Linked DNA regions of Cricetulus griseus: region 2 is linked to region 1. A link is a contact called in public Hi-C data. All regions are on one chromosome and are shown on one strand. Each heading gives the region's core, a stretch centred on a gene start, on an enhancer-like site or on the middle of the called end of the contact. The rest is flanking DNA. Distances are from core to core; before and after follow the strand shown.

Region 1 (5,283 bases), core at 937-3,436:
TCACTTGGGCCTACCCTGGAAGGGAGGAGGGGTACCCACCTTACAAGGGGACAAGGTTTCCCTGTGGTCAGTGTGAGCTTGTCTCTGGGTCTTAATCTGAGACCTTAAACTTGGACCACGTGAGTCGTAGATAAGGGATGCCCATAAAAAGGCCAGTCCCTTCAACAAGGCACAGGGGACAGCCAGGCAGCCTTTTTCCAGTCCCCCCAAGAGCCCCCTTTTCTCCAGCTTGAGAAAGGAGGAACCAGAGGGCTGTCATGGACTGTTGGGGCCAGAAGTTGGAGATCTGTCACCTCCAGCCTCTGGGTCCTAGGGATTGCCTGGAGGGTGCGCAGAGGGCAAGTGTATATGATTGAGAGGGGCTGTTTTGCACTTGGGGGTGTGTGTGTGGGGGGGAGGGGGAAGCTTGTTCAGAATCTGAGCTGTTAGCTTTGTTTTCAAATGACCTGTTTAATGATTTACCTGGGGCCATCCAAGGAGCAAGGGGCTCTACCCTCCGGCTAGGGAGGTAAAGATTTCAAACCTCCCGGTCCCCACTCAGAGAAGAAAGTAAATAGATACAAAGCTACCTAGCTGACTTCATCTTCCAAACAATAGCGCTGACCAAGCTGTTGAAGTCAGGTCCCCTGGCAAGAACTTTTAACAGGTTCTCTCCCTTGAGCCCAACACCACAGGAGGGAGACAAGGCAGCCTGGGAAGGGAAGGAGGGAGGGGGGTGTGTTTGCTGTCAATTTAACTTAATCTTGACCTGTAATGTATTCATTCCTTTGGCAGAGAGGTTGAAGCATCTTCTCTTTAACTGCTCCCCCCATCATAATGGTAATCAAATGAGGTTTAAGTTAACCGTAGCTTGCTCCAATTCCCACTCCACAGGAGGAAAAGGGCAATTAAAAAAAAGATAACCGGATTCTAATCCAACAGGAGTTTATGAAGTCAAACGCACACCTAGCAATGGGAAAAATCCAAGATTTAATTTTTTTTTCTTCTTACCTCTCAAGGCCTTCTACAATTTTTTCCCCTTCTGCAACATCCAAGCCCAGCCTTCCTGCTCCTCCCCTTCTATGGTTCAAAATCCCCCCTCCCTCCCACTTCGCTGGACCCCCAAAGAGAAAAGAAATCAGCAACCCTGGCCCTGCAGCCCCTCCCCCGCCGCCTGCACCTCCTTCCTCCCTTCGCAGGCACCTGGAGATAAACATCTACTAATGATTTTATGATTTTTTTTCTGTTCTGGGGTAGACGAGCTCAGCGCCCTCCCTCCCCGCTTGCCAGTGGCTACAGGGGGGCCGGCCCAACCAGTAGGAGGGGAGTGGTGGTGTTGGATGGATGGGGGGGGGGATGGGGCGTGTTTAGTTTGTTAATTTCCACCTCCGGATCCCCACACCTGTTTTTCATTCATTCGTTCGTTCGTTCGTTCATTCATTCATTCATTCATTCATTCATTCATTCACGGATGCATCACAGAGGCCATTTGTGGAGGTTACTAGAGATCTCAGGGAAGGGGCTGCGATGGGGGTGGGTGGGTGTTGGTGGCAGCAGTTGGAGGCGCAGTGGGGTGGGGGGATCTGGGTGGAGGGGACCCCCAACTAGAGAGCACAGGGGTGGCTTTGTCCGATGCAGGAGGACGGCAGAGATTCGGGGGGGGGGTGAAGTTGTTTTGCACTGCGTCCCCCCGGGGTGCGCCTCTTTGTCTGTCCCGGGGCGGGTGCCACGCTCCCCCATCCCCATCCCCGCGCCCCACACTCCCTTTCTCTCACCTGGTCTTGGAAGACAGGAAGGCAAGTTTGATGAGGCCGTAGGTGAAGAGCGGGATACTCTCCTTGGCGACGCTGGCAACTTGCAGCCGGTGTTCCAGAATGTGCAGTTCCATCGTCCGCCCAGGGGTCCTCCACAGCGGATCATCCGCGATGGCCCGAGTTGCGAGGGGGGGCGGGGGGACGGGGACGGGGACGAGCAGCGGCCCCCGCCCCCTGTGTGCCCCAAGCCTTGGGGCAACCGGCCCAGGGAAGGGGGCCCGGAGCTCGGGGCTGGGCTGATTTGTATTCGATCCAGAAAAAGGAAGCTTGGCAAGTTGCAAAAAAAGGAGGCCTGGGGAGGACCTGCGGGGTGCAGCGAGCTACGGGGTGGACAAGCAAACAGCGCCCGGCTGAGCGCGGCGCCCGGCGCAGCAGCAGCTGGTGTTCGCTGTAACAAACAACTTGCCACTCAAACGCCGGGCCCGTGCTGCGCAGGCGCCGGCCTCGGGGCCACGCGATGCGTATCGGGATTTGTAGTTCACGCTCACGCTTTTACGCGGCCCTTCCCCCTGGACTACTCCAGCTTGCTGATGTCAAGCCAGGGGGGCTGGGCTGTTGCGCCACAGTGCACCCGGGATGCAAGATTTCGGGGTTCCCCAGGGTCACAGAAGAACCCTATGGGACACATAGGACATTTAGAGCGGATCCAAGCTTAGATGCATGCTCTGTCATCTCTCAAACTCAGGATTAGGCTCTTTCTTTGGGGTGTCAAGAGAGCAACCCCTTTTCTCCACAAACAACTCCAGCGTTGAAGGCCTGAGCCTGCCAGGGGAGAGATTTAGAGGAATCGGTGATTGCCGTGCAGCGAAGCCAGAGCAAAAGACAAGGCTTGGATTAGATAGAGAAGGGTGCTGGGTCCTTGTGGAAGGGTGCTGAGGGCTGAATGAGAGCACACAGGCGGGGGTGGGGGGCGGGGGGGCGGTGGTTCAGAGGGAGAGCTGCGCGGCCTTCCAGGCAGAAGGAACACCATGTCCAAACGCACGGAAGCGTGAAAGCCCCCACGGTACTGTGTTTGGCTTTGTTGCTGCGGAAAATGTGAGGGAGGAGAGAGATAAGGCAGGCACGGGAACGGGACCTGGGTCTCTGGGATCATGGGTGCAAAGCTGCTGAAGTAACTGTGGATCTCGGGGAGAGGGGAGGGTGCGGGGGTGGGGTGGGAGTGGACCTGAATCTGAATGAGAGTCATCCTTAGTGTTTCTAACCCCAGGCTCGCATGCTGTTGGGGGAACCTGTTCAGCAAATATACCCCCACCCCTGCCCCCACGCCTTTCATGGCTGACTAGGTTCTGAAATCCTTTAGGTTAAAGTTACTGACTAGTGCTTTTGCCCTCTGGCAGAGTACTTTGGGGGATGTAATGGGTCAAATCTACCTGCTGAGGTGGGCAGGAAACTGAGTTTTTTGTTTTTGTTTTTTTGAGAGGGGGAGAGCCCTGACTGTCAATCTCACATTCTTAGTCCCTTTTTATTAGATAGGGGCTTATTATGCTTCCTCATACCGAGTGTGTCTCATAGCCTGTCCATTCCTCTGTTGCTTTAATTTCACTGAAGACTGACCTTCGAGATGGCTCAGTGGGTAAAGACACTTGCTGCCAAGCCTGGTGACCTCAGGAAGATCTCCTGGACCCAAACCTTGGAAGGAAGAGAACTGACTCCTGTAGGCTGTCCTCTGATACACACACACACACACACACACACACACACACACACTTTAAATAAATAATTGATTGCTCTATTTTTATTTTGTTTTTGAGTCAGGGTCTCACTTATCTTGTACTATCCTTCAACTCTTCATATAGTTGAGAACGACCATGAACCTCAGATCTTCTTGCTGCCGTCTCCTGAGTGCTGGGATTACAGGTGTGCAGTGCCACGTCTGGTTTATGCCATGATAGGGATGGAACCCAGGACTTTGTACATACTAGGCTAACACTCTTAATTGAGGAATCCCAGCCTTCTTTTTCCTTTTCCTTCAACTAAAAACTTAAAAAAGACATTATTTTGTGTATATAGGTGTTTCGCCTGTCTGTCTGTATGTATGTGCATCACAAGCATGCTTTGGTGCCCAGGGAGTTTAGAAGAGTGTCAGACTCCCTGGAACTGGAGTTACAGGTGGTTGTGAGCTGCTCTTTGGGTGCTGGGAATTGATCCCCAGGTTCTCTTAACTACTGAGCCATCTCGCCAGGCCCTTATTTACTTTAGAAAAGATTTGTTTTTATTTATGTTTCTGTGTATATATGTTGTGTCTGTGTTGGGGATATGTGTGCCCTGGAAGACCCAATGGGTATTGAATCCATGGTGCTGGAATTAATTATATACAGGTGGTCATGAGTCACTTGACATGGCTGCTGAGATCCAAACTCAGGTTCTCTCTTAATCACCAAGGCATCTCTCCAGCCCTTATTTTTGTTTTCTGAATTTTTGGAGACTGGGTATCCTGTAGCCCAGGTTAGACTGGGATTCTTGATTTTACTGCTCCTGCCTCTCAAGTTCTTCGATTGAGGGTGTGCCTCCGCCACACCTAACAGACCATGGCTCAGTGGCAGAGCACTTGCCTGGTGTTTGCAAGGCCCCAAGTTTGATTCCCATCACTGTAAATAAATAAAATAAAATACTGGGCACGAAGGCACACATTTGTATTTCAGTGCTTGGAGGTTTAGGCAGGAGGATTGTTGTTAGTTGGGGGCCAGCCTGGGCTACATAGTGAATTCATGGCAGACTTTGGCTACATAATGAAGGTCTGTCTTGAAAAACCCAAACTAACTTACTGAAAGAATCTGTTGCTCTACCCTAAAAATCTCTGTTCCATAAAAGCAATAATTTGGGTGGCTGGTGAGATGGCTTGGCAGGTAAAGGGGCTTGCTGTGCTGCCAATCTTTATGATCTGAGTTCAATCCCCATGACCCACTTGGTAGAAAGAGACAACCAACTTCTCAAGTTGTCCTTTGGCTTCTGTATGTTCTCTCTCTATAAGTAAATGTGATAAAAATTAAGGGGCAATGACTTTTGGCTATTCTCTGCTGTATTCTCACTGTTAGCAATAGCAACTGGTGTATGAGGGAAGGTCACTCATTCAATGTCTAGGGAATACATACACTCAGAAGTTTATGCTTTTGCAATGCACTCTACAAGTCTAGAAGGCCCAGACAGAAATGACTCAGTTGGTGGTACATATATAATCCTAGCACTTGGGAGGCAGAGGATCAGGAGTTCAAGGTCATCCTCAGCTACATCAAGGCTAGCCTGGGCTACATTGTGAAACACCTCTTTCCCTCCTGGCAAATGCATTCTGGGCCCTAAAAGTCAACACAAGCTCTGGTTGGAGCGAGGGTTAAGGTAGCTGTGTATCAGCCAGTCAGAACTGCACCTGAAAGAAGGAATTGTGCCTGTAGGCATGGCATCACAAAACAACTAGCAGGTGACGAAACAAAACAAACAAGGCTCCAATCAGGATTTGGCCGGTTTTCTGACTTCTGTTCCCAGTGGGCCAAAT
Region 2 (5,598 bases), core at 899-3,398, 68 kb before region 1:
TTTTGTGATTTTTTTAGTGTTTTCTATGTTTAGGAGGCCTGTGGATAGAGGTATTTTTTGTTTGTTTGTTTTGTTTTGTTTGTGTTTTGAGAGAGGGTTTCTCTGTGGCTTTGGAGGCTGTCGTGGAACTAGCTCTTGTAGACCAGGCTGGTCTTGAAGATAGAGGTAGCTTTATATCCTTGTTTCTAATCAGATGCTTCTTTTCCTTGCTTGATTTAGTACAGTATTAAATTGAATTAGTAAATGCTAAATTTTTTATTTTTATTTTGAGAGAGAGTGTTGATATGTAACCCAAGTGTGTAGTCCAGACTGATTTAGAGTTGTATCCCTGGCTTCAGTGTCCTCCATGCTGGGGTTGCAGGTGTGTGCCACCAGACCCAGCCTAGTTTAGTATAATTCTTGCTTGTTGGAAGACATCTGTGAACCTCTTCTTAAGACTGTGGCTGGAGTCCTCTCCTGGTATGTCATCCTGTCAGGCTCTCACTAGCTGGCACTTTTAGATACTGTTCAAAGCTTTTCACAAGTGAACAGATTAATGATACCATGCACCCATCAAATATTTGAGTGTTAAATAAACAGGTATCACTAAGCATGAGAATCTTAGTGTGCTGGGCATTTTTTTTTTTTTTTTTTTTTTGACACAGGATTTCTCTGTGTAACAGCCCAGCTTCGAACTCTCAGAGAGAGAGAGAGAGTTCCTCTTGAGTTCTGGGATTAAAAGTGTGTTCCACCACTGTCTGGTTCTGGGCATCATTTTTAGATCTATAGTTTTTTGGCTTTGGTGTGTGTGTGTGTGTGTGTGTGTTGCTTGCATGCCTGGAGCCCACAGAGGCCAGAGAGGGCATCGGATCCCATGGAACTGGAGTTACAGACAGTTGTGAGCAGCACATGGTGCTGGGAACTGAACCTGAATCATTTCTGTTTCCTCTCATGCAGTCCAGTTAGCTTCAGCTGCCCAAGTAGGTCATCTCTGTGGATCTCAAGCCATATCAGAAGGATGGTGGCTCGCCCAGTGGTGGTGGCGCATGCCTTTAATCCCAGAATTTGGGAGGCAGAGGCAGATGGGTCTCTGAGGTTGAGGTCAGCCTGGTCTACAGAGCGAATTTCAGGACAGCCAGGGTTGTTACACAGAGAAACTCTGTCTCAAAAAACAACAACAAAAAAAAGAGGGCTGGAAAGATGACTCAGAGGTTAAGAGCCCTGGCTGCTTTTCCAGAGGTCCTGAGTTCAATTCCCAGCAACCACATGGTGGCTCACAGCCATCCATAATGAGTTCTTGTGCCCTCTTGGGGCCTGCAGGCATACATGCAGGCAGAACACTGTATACATAAAAAAATAGAAATGTGGTGGCTCTAGGAAGCTAGAAACTGAAGTGTTTTGAGCAGAAGGATGGTGGTATAGATGTTTTGAATGAATCCTAGAAGGGAAACTGTCACAAGGTGAAAAGAGGGCCATGTCACTTTGTTCCATTCTGGCTGTCTTGCTCTCTAGACCAGGCTGGCCTCAAACTCAGAGATCTGCCTACTTCTGCCTGTGCTGGGATTAAAGGCACGTGCCACTACTGCCCTGCTGACATGTCACTTTTGAATGACATGATTAAAGCATCAACAATTTTTTTCTAAGTTTTTTTTTTTTTTTTTTCCAAGATGGGATTTCTCTCTGTAGCCTTGACTGTCCTGGAACTTACCCTGTAGACCAGGCTGGCCTCGAATTCATAGAGATCCACCTGCCTCTGCTTCCCAAATGCTGGGGTCAAAGGTGTGTGCCACCACCACCTGGCAACAATTTTTTTTCCATTCATTTATTTAGCTCATAAGTAAAGTCATGTACAATTATGATACACAATACAGTATGTTCACAATGGCATGGCTAAATTAAACCAACTAACATATCACACATATTCATCATTTTTGTTTTGAGAACACTTAAAGCATACTATCTCAAACTTTTAAAATATAGCATATTGTTATCAACCATATTTATCATGCTCTCAGTAGACCTCAGGACATCACAGAGTCCATGCCCCTGGTAACAAATTTTAAAAACATATTTAGCTAAGAAGCTGTGGAGATGGGTCAGCAGTTAACAATGTGTACTGCTGAAGAGCATCTGAGTTCATTTCCCAGCAGCCCAGAGGGGTGACTCACAGTTAACTAACTGTAACTCTAGCTCCAGGAAACCCAGCACCCCTCTGGTCTCTGACGGTACCCGCATGCATGTGTGGATATGCTCACATAGACACAGACACATAAATAAAAATACTAATTAAAAAGAAAGAGCTATAATTAAAAAAAGAGGCCAGGTGTTGGTGGCGAACACCTTTAATCCCAGCACTCGGGAGGCAGAGGCAGGCCGATCTCTGTGAGTTCGAGGCCAGCCTGATCTCCAGAGCGAGTGCCAGGACAGGCTCCAAAGCTACACAGAGAAACCCTGTCTCGAGGAAAAAAAAAAAAAAAAAGAATATTCCTGGCCACACTTCTGCAATGGCAGCAGTTAGGAGGCTGGGGCAGGAGGGTTATGAAGAGTGTTACTCTGGCATTTTTGTTTTGGATGTAGTGAGGTTCACAGGGGTTCTCTGAGGAAGTCGGTGGGTCTCTGGTAAATTCAGCAGCAGAGGGATAGTGGGGTGACACTAGGCTGAGGAGTTAATAATGTATAATAGAGAGGACATGGGGACATCAAGTGTAAAATTGAGGGCAACCCCTGCTAGCAGGGGGTGTAGTTGCTCTGGGTGGTGTGGAGATGGTTGATTTTAGAATGAACCCCGGGCTTGGGTTACTTCTGGCCCCAACTAGAATTAACGCTCCTACCAGAAGTGAGGTAGGTGTCCATCCCAAGTTGAGTTCCCCCAGTCAGTGAAAGTGAGGGCCAATGATGGTTTAGGTGAAAGACTGAACAAAGGTGTGGGCTGTCAACTGCCATGCTGGACTGTGCCCTGGTGGGTGAGATGAAAATGCCCAGCGCGTGGCATGTGTGTACAGGAGAAGAAATAAAAACATGGTCTAGCATAGCAGATGAGGGATGAAGCCCATTCATTGTGGGAAGTACATGAGTGCATGTAAATAGCTTGTCACTTTCTTTTTAATTTGTTTAACTTTATTTTATGTGCATTAGTATAAAGGTGTTAGATCCCCTAGAACTGGAGTTACAGACAGTTGTGAGCTGCCACGTAGGTGCCGGGAATTGCACCAAGGTCTCCTAGAAGAACAGTCAGCACTCTTAGTCACTGTGCCATCTCTCCAGCCCCAGCTTGTCACCATTTGCTGAAAGGATTGACATCACAAATCAGTCCATGGTGCATTGTGGGAACTCTTTTTCAGATTACCTCTGCTGCCTGTGGCTATGGATTCACTCTGCTGTCCTCTAAAACCAAGGATGTTACGAAAGTCTGGGGTATGGGACTCAACAAAGATTCTCAGCTTGGATTCCACAGGAGCCGGAAGGATAAAAGTAAGCAGGTATCCTTACCATAAACTACAACAGCAAATAAAGAGGGCTGTGTTGGTGTATGCCTCTAATCCCAGCAAGGGAGAGACTAAGGGAGGAGGAGCTTGAGTTTGAGGCCAGTCTGGGCTACATATCAAACACTCAAGGGTTGGCTGGGCAGTGGTGGCGCACGCCTTTAATCCCAGCACTTGGGAGGCAGAGGCAGGCGGATCTCTGAGTTCCAGGCCAGCCTGATCTACAGAGTGAGTTCCAGGACAGCCTCCAAAGCCACAGAGAAACCCTGTCTTGAAAAACAAAAAAATCAAAACAACAACAAACCCCAAAACAAAACCTCAAGGGCTGAAGCCAGGTGTTGTTGTGGAATATTATTTTAACTGGGAATATTATTTAAATGTGTTACATTTGTTTAATTACAAAGATGTGTTACATTTGTTTCACTTTGCCTGCCTAAGGCACCTGATTGGTCTAATAAAAAGCTGAACAGCCAATAACTAGGCAGAGAAAGGATAGGCGGGGCTGGTGGGCATAGAAAATAAATGGGAGAAGAAAGAGAGAAAAGAGAGGAAGAGAAGAGAGAACGAGGGATGTGTTTGGGGCAAGAAGCCAGGCAGCTGCCAGGCAGCCAGACACAAGAAGCAGTGAAAGTAAGATACACAGGAAGGAAGGGAAGAAGGAAGAAAAAAAGAAAGGCAAATGTGAAAAGCTCCCAAGCAAAAGGTAGATAAAGAGAAATAGGTTATTTTAAGTTAAAGAGCTAGCCAGAAAGGAGCCTAAGGTAGGCCAAGCATTTATAACTAATAAGAAGTTTCCATGTCATGGTTTGGGAACTGGTTGATGGCCCAAAAGAAAAAGCCTGGTACAGGTGTGGTGATGCACACCTGAAATCCCATGCATATGTGCCCCGCTGTGTGTGGGAGGTTAGAGCACAGTTTGTGGGAATTGATTCTCTGCCATGTGAACTTGGGTTGCCAAGAGCCTTTACCAGCTGTGCCATTTTTCTGGCTTGGTCTTTGTATCCTGAGTGCTGGAATTATAGATTTTTGTGTGTCATATAGCTAGCTGTGGTACTTTATTTGAAAAACAAAATTACTTTTTTCTTTTATTCATTCCCTAATCCTTTTAGACTACTTCTTCCCCTCTCACAGTTTTAGTTTGATTCTGTGTGTGTGTGTGTGTGTGTGTGTGTGTGTGTGTGTGTGTGTGTGAGTGTGAGTATGTGTGTGTGAGTGTGTGTTGCTGATAAGCAAACCCAGGGCCTTCTGCAGCTAGATTATTGGCCCATGAGACTGATTTAATCTAGGTTTTATTGAAACCAGGTCTCCATCTGTAACTCTCCTGCATCAGCCTCCTAAGTTCTGGGACTACTATTAGGGCCAACTTTCAAGATATCTCTTCTATTTTAAGATGGGTTTTCATGTAGCCCAGGCTGGTTTTGAACTTACCACTTAGCTGAGGATGACCTTGACTTTGGATTTCCTTGCCTCTGGGATTTCTGTGGTGCTGGGGATGGAGCCCAGGGCTCTGTGTATGCTAGGAAACTCTGAGTTTCCACCCCAGTTGTGGAGATTCCTTTCAGGAGACAAGCACAGTGCTCAGGACCTGTATGGGAAGGTAGGCTGGAGTTGGGCTTCTCAGGCTAGCCTTGTCCATGGTGTGCATGCTGAGTTATTGTTGAGTTCCTTCCTGTGTAAAGCAGTGAGGTTTCTGTAAGAACTGATGTGACCGAGTCAGTGGCCGCATTGTGACTGGCGATTCTGCTCAGCCAGGGGCTATGAGTACGTTTTGGAGCCTGCACCTGTCCCACTGCCCCTCGACAGACCTCAGGAGACGAAGGTGTTGCAGGTGTCTTGCGGTCGAGCACACTCCCTTATCCTGACAGACAGAGAAGGTGGTGAGTAGTCTTGCGGGGGGCTGTGGAGGAGGTTAGGGCATCTGAGAAACCAGCCTTGCTGTTGGCCATCTCCTGCTTGGTGTGACAAGGTGGTCCCAGGCAGACTCATAGGGGGCTTAGGAGGGTGGCACTGGATGGACTTGTCCCTTGTGCTCCCCGCTGTGCTCAAGCAGTTACCCGCTGTACCCCTGATCTCCACCTCAGCCATTGATGTTTTTTTGAGATTTATTTTTAATTTTTATTTATGTGTATGTTTGTAT

What was found. A called contact is a pair of places that touch in the nucleus more often than the background predicts.
Region 2: a Hi-C map of fibroblasts shows a contact between it and region 1, with 4 times the contacts expected there. The contact joins the enhancer-like site here to the promoter of Castor2 in region 1. A contact is called at or near these places in 3 of 8 Hi-C or Micro-C datasets (the CHO-K1 cell line and fibroblasts).

Annotation. Positions count from the first base shown.
Region 1 is chr4:113,195,306-113,200,588 of CriGri-PICRH-1.0, reverse strand. Castor2 (cytosolic arginine sensor for mTORC1 subunit 2) reads right to left here and starts at 2,186. Exons shown (of 9, transcript XM_027416102.2): 1 at 1,755-2,186. The coding sequence starts at 1,867.
Region 2 is chr4:113,263,226-113,268,823 of CriGri-PICRH-1.0, reverse strand. It overlaps Rcc1l (RCC1-like G exchanging factor-like protein), which reads left to right. Exons shown (of 10, transcript XM_027416104.2): 2 at 3,321-3,450. Among named protein-coding and RNA genes, the nearest start is that of Rcc1l, 6.1 kb to the left of the region's middle. Within about 2 kb of position 2,148, at least 2 of the 6 cell types and tissues checked have open chromatin away from gene starts, as enhancers often do. A contact at or near this core is called in the CHO-K1 cell line and fibroblasts, where this site is marked.